2 separate regions of the Gasterosteus aculeatus genome follow, and region 2 is linked to region 1. A link is a contact called in public Hi-C data. All regions are on one chromosome and are shown on one strand. Each heading gives the region's core, a stretch centred on a gene start, on an enhancer-like site or on the middle of the called end of the contact. The rest is flanking DNA. Distances are from core to core; before and after follow the strand shown. Region 1 overlaps ror1 (receptor tyrosine kinase-like orphan receptor 1). Region 2 overlaps cachd1 (cache domain containing 1).

Region 1 (2,700 bases), core at 28-2,527:
CCGAAGCTGAAAAAAGCAGAAACTTTGATGAATGTGTATTGTTGGTGGGACACAGTTGTGAAAATCCTCCACGTGTAACATCTGCAGAACCTCTAAAACCCTGAAATAGTCATTTTTTATTTTAAAGACAGGCTTTTAACTGGTAATTGTGTGAGGACATGGCTCTAAAATACTCCGTTTTAGAATTCAAGGCACTGCTTTGCCATTGGAAACATCTCTATTCCCACAAGACCTGAAGCATGACTTGCTATATTTCCACAGAAGGTAAACGTGGGCGATGGCCGACTGTATACAGTCAAGTATCCCCTTTTTTCACTTAAAATAAACTGTGGAATTATCCAGATGACTCCTGTGTAAAAAAAACATAATCCTCCCTTTCAACTGCCAGCCTTTAAAGCCCAAACACCAAAACATCTGTCTTTTAAAAGAAAACTTTCAGCCGCCTTTCAAGGCCTCAATAAGTGGACTTTGAGGTGTCAAAAGCAGTTCACCGATGTCTTCCGTGTTTTCGACGACAGGAGGCTGCTGTGCTGACGGAGCTGCAGCACCCACACGTGGTGTGCCTTCTGGGTGTGGTGATCCAGGAGCAGCCCGTCTGCATGCTCTTTGAGTTTTTGCCCCTGGGGGACCTCCACGAGTTCCTCATCATGCGCTCGCCCCACTCTGACGTCGGCTGCAGCAGCGATGAGGACGGCACTGTGAAGTCCAGCCTGGATCACGGGGACTTCCTGCACATGTCCATACAGGTGGGATGTGAAAGCAAGAGATTCCTCGCATTGCTACCGCGGTGCTTTGTACTAGACGCTTCACAGCTACTTCCTCCTTTGATGACTGTTTTCTTTTTGATGAATAAAACCCAGGTGGCAGCTGGGATGGAGTACTTGGCCAGCCACTTCTACACCCATAAAGACCTCGCAGCTCGGAACATTTTAGTAGGCGAGCAGCTCCAAATCAAGATCTCCGACCTCGGTCTCTCCAGAGCAATCTACTCCTCAGACTACTACTGCCTCCAGCCCAAAACCCTGCTGCCCATCCGCTGGATGCCCCCAGAGGCCATCGCGTACGGCAAGTTCACGTCAGACTCTGACATCTGGTCCTTCGGAGTTGTGCTGTGGGAGATCTTCAGCTACGGTCTGCAGCCCTATTACGGCTTCTCCAACCAAGAGGTGATGGAGATGGTGAGAAAGAGGCAGCTGCTGACCTGCCCCGAGGACTGTCCCCCGAGGTATGTTCAGGTCCACGTTGCTGTCCAGCATAAGCTACGAGCTGGATAACGAGAAGATGATGCAATAGTGCAAAGCTCACACGCTTTAACTGTGTCAAAGTGGCCGGCGCTTATTCAGTCAGCATTCAAAGGGTTTTTGTAGAGAACTTTTTCACAATTGTCTGACAACCACCTTCCTCTGATGTCTCTCAGGTTTTATGGTCTGATGACGGAGTGCTGGCAGGAGGGACCAACGCGCCGAACGCGCTTCAAGGACATCCACCTCCGGCTGCGAGCCTGGGAGGGGCTGTCCTCCCACGCCAGCTCCAGCACTCCCTCGGGCGGTGGAGGCAACGCCACCACCCAGACCACCTCGCTGAGCGCCAGCCCCGTGAGCAACCTCAGCAACCCCCGCTACGCGGCTGCTGCCGCCGCGGCTGCAGGTTACCTCTACCCGGCCCAGGCCATCGCCTCCCCGGGCCAGATGGGCCCTATTCAGGCCTGGACGCCCATGGCCGTGACGCAAACCCACCAGCGCTTCATCCCCGTCAACGGGTACCCGATCCCGCCAGGGTACGCCGCCTTCCCCGCCCACTTTCCACCTGCCCAACCAACCAGGGTGGTGCAGCATCACCTGCCGCCGCCCAAAAGCCGCTCGCCCAGCAGCGCCAGCGGCTCCACCAGCACGGGTCACGTGAGCGGAGTGCATTCCACCACGGGCTCCAACCACGACGCCAACACGCCGCTGCTCTCCCACTGCATCATGCCGGGGAGCAGCGGGGGAGCGGTTCAGGTGTACGGACAGGTTGGCCAGAAGGGAGTGGGACAACTGGACCACGCATCGCAAAAGGCGCTGCTCGCCGCGGATTCTGACGCGCTAATGTACAACGACTCGTCGGTCATCACCGCAGGCCTGTAGATAGACTCTTTCTGCCCGGGACCCACATTTGAGAAGTTTAGCGTCTAACATGGGGAGCCAGTCTAACGTTTTCTGCTCTAGACACGCGGAGGCCCAACAGAAACCAGCCGGAATGCACATTTTGACTGTGCAAGAAGCACTGCCACAGCTACACAAGTATAGCCACAGCTGTCTGATTTGTAACGCCTTATTGTTAGAAGCATGTGTACCCACCGCCATCGTTTGAAAACGTTGTGTTATTATTTTAACCTCTGTGTAAATACGGTACATACGTCCTGAAAGAATGAGTGGAATTCAAAGATATATATTCAAGAACTTTTTTATTAAGGAATAGATTTTGAAATTGAAGCCCATCCTAGGAAGTGGTTTGCGTCCCAGTGGGGCAGGAAGTTACTGCGTCAACAAACAGTTACTGGACTGTTTCATGCAGGATTTGAAGGAAACGCTGACACTCACACCTGGACTTTTACGCTCCTTTCAGCTGCGGTGGGACTTTTAGCATTTAGCAATTGATAACCCAGCGATCCGATGTGGGAGCAGCGATGAGAACCAGTTGAGCAGCCTTCACTGGGAAGAG
Region 2 (2,700 bases), core at 19-2,518, 45 kb after region 1:
AGCTGGTGTCCGACGGCGGGGCGCAGGAACCTGTACTTCCATTGTCATGACTTAGTCAGAGGTGCATTTTGATGCCGTTTAGACTATTTGACAGTTGGGCAGGTCGACGTGTGTGTGTGTGTGTGTGTGTGTGTGTGTTTTGGATTTTTAGCATTAGTTGAATATTTGACAGGTGATTTTCCTCCCCCACCAGAGAATATTAAACATCCTTCGACTTGTAATATTGCTGCGAGGTTGGAAATGTTTCAAACAGGTTCTCGTTAGGAGGTGATTCATTCAATGAGATTGCAAGCCAAGTCCACATTTTGAGACTATTTAGTCTGGCAAAGACCATAGAACTATTCTGTTCTGGGAAACCTCCTCTCTAATGACAACAGTAGTCAGCTAAATGGATAAATAGTTGGTGCATGTGCACAGCTGCCAATGACCTGCGGAAACCACCATGGGTGTGCATTCGTCATAATCAGATGCTGTGGCTCATCAAAAACTTTGTCTTAGAAAAATATTATTTGGGACTAAACGTATCAATTGATTCCTGTCCAGAAACAAGTAGCAGCCTCGTGTGCGATCGAAGCGAAGACGTAAATCAATAAAGAACGGTAAATTGTGGTCTGGGCCCTAAATCTGGATTGTTGTGATTTGTGTCTTGACGGTTCCCTGCTAGCTTGTTCATTTGTATTCATAGGATTAGTTCATTTGGAATGCTGCTCGAGCATTTGCCCTCTTTAAGAGAATTATTTAATGACTGTATATCATGTAAAAAAAGCCTGTTTCCTCCCTTTTTCTATTGTTTTTTTTTTCTTGAATATGTCCCAAAGTTTCTACTCGAGCCTCTTTAGCTGCCCACCCCCCCCCCGCCCACCTCCCTCCGTCTCTTTGTGAAAGGCCGTTTTGTGTTTGTCCTTCCCTCACTGACATGTTCGCTGTCCCCTCTCTTTGTCTTTTCCCTCCACAGTGTTGGCAGACAACCTGAAGTCCAACCCAGGGATAAAGTGGCAGTACTTCAGCTCGGAGGAGGGCATCTTCACACTCTTCCCGGCACACAAGTTTCAGTGCAAGGGAAGTTACGAGCACCGCAGCAGGTATAAAGACCAAGTCCTCCTTTTGTCTAAGCGTTTTTATTTATTTATTACTAAGCCCAAAGTTATTACCAAACACAATGAATCACTCACTTGGCAAAGTAGCTGACGTCACCGCCAACTTGTCCCCTGCAGTCAGTGGCTGCAGGGTGGTCTAGAGGGCATATTGATGGCATGCCGCCCTCACACACCCTGACCACACATGCCCTTGGCAGGAATGTCGCTCTGTCCCTCCAAAGCCGGTCGGAATCTCACACCTCCCGTGTTGTGGTTTTCTGTCTTGTGGCCGCGGCTGAAAGACGTTTCTATTCTCTCTCGTCTTTTATTTCTGTATTATTTGGTCTTTTCATTTTTGCATTGGCCCTCGCTATTTCTTTTTCACTCTGGGTCTTTTAAAACGTTTTTCTGGCTGTCTGAGCCAGGAGAGAAATGACGTTACTTTGACTTGCTTGATGTGTGAATGAGGCTTTGTGAGTACATCACTCCCCTTCTGCAGCCTGTGTTAGTGTGTCCTTGTCCAGCAGACCACACACACACACACACAGGCGCTGACCACCCTATTGATGCATTTCATTAAGCCGGGCCTTTATCTATATTTATACCTGCACCAAATACTGTAAATATACCCCAAAGATGAGCACAAAGTTCGCTTTGCGAAAATCCAGAGTTTATCTTTTGAACACAGATCGATGATCATCACATTTTTTCTTTTTGGGGGGATTTCACTACAGCAGAATATTACTTTAGATTATTTTTGTTGCTTGTGCTACAAGGTCTGTGAAGCCACTAAAATTGTGTTTCTTAATCAGAAAAGATATACGCATTAACCGAAAATCCAAATTATTTTAATGACTTTTGTCGCATGTTTATCTGATTCCTTTGTGTGCGTGTGTGTGCGCCTGCGCCTCCAGGCCTGTGTATGTGTCTGCAGTGCTGCCCCAGTCCAAGCACATCGTGGTGATGGTGGACCACGGCGCGTCTGTAACCGACACCCAGCTTCAGATCGCCAGAGACTCGGCGCTGGTCATCCTCAACGCCGCCGATGAGCATGACAAGGTTAGCAAAGGGATTGGACCTCGTCACTTTTATAATGATGAATTTATAAACCCTAGTTTAGAAGCCATAAAATAACCTAAAACTATTTTAAGAAGAATATTTAGTATTGCCACAACAAACATGTTTTTTTCTGATTCGTACCTCCTTATTGCTGCTCTGCAGATCTCCATTTTGTCAGTGGCAGAGGCGGTTCGCTCCTGTTCTCTGGACCAGTGCTACAAGAGTTTGCTCTCTCCGGCCACCAGCGAGACCAAGAGGAAGATGAGCACCTTCATCTCCAACATCAAGGCGTCGGATGGAGCCACGCAGCACGCAGCGGGCTTCCAGAAGGCCTTCCAGCTGATCCGGAATACCAGCAGCATCTGCAAGCAGAGTGCCAGTAAGAGATTGTCCCTGTGCGCCGCATCGGAGATCAACTCCAGCCATCTTTTTCCAACATAATCGGTTTGGCCGGCAATTGAAGCGATGTACCTTGACATGCTTTTTGTCTCCGTTTCAGCCACTGACATGGTGATCATCTACCTGTCGTCTGGTATCACGTCTCGAGAGTCGTCGGAGCAGGAGA

Evidence for each region. Hi-C and Micro-C count contacts between places; a contact is called where the count stands out from the background.
Region 2: a Hi-C map of blood and trunk muscle shows a contact between it and region 1, with 3 times the contacts expected there. The contact joins two enhancer-like sites. A contact is called at or near these places in 5 of 6 Hi-C or Micro-C datasets (blood and trunk muscle, skeletal muscle, tail fin and 1 more).

What each region holds. Positions count from the first base shown.
Region 1 is chr8:10,741,559-10,744,258 of fGasAcu3.hap1.1, forward strand. ror1 (receptor tyrosine kinase-like orphan receptor 1) reads left to right here. Exons shown (of 11, transcript XM_040184732.2): 9 at 519-746; 10 at 861-1,225; 11 at 1,418-2,700. The coding sequence ends at 2,123. Among protein-coding and RNA genes, the nearest start is that of cachd1, 14 kb to the right of the region's middle. Within about 2 kb of position 1,278, at least 2 of the 9 cell types and tissues checked have open chromatin away from gene starts, as enhancers often do.
Region 2 is chr8:10,786,408-10,789,107 of fGasAcu3.hap1.1, forward strand. cachd1 (cache domain containing 1) reads left to right here. Exons shown (of 27, transcript XM_040184354.2): 5 at 956-1,082; 6 at 1,991-2,135; 7 at 2,298-2,514; 8 at 2,635-2,700. Among protein-coding and RNA genes, the nearest start is that of raver2, 28 kb to the right of the region's middle. Within about 2 kb of position 1,269, at least 1 of the 9 cell types and tissues checked has open chromatin away from gene starts, as enhancers often do.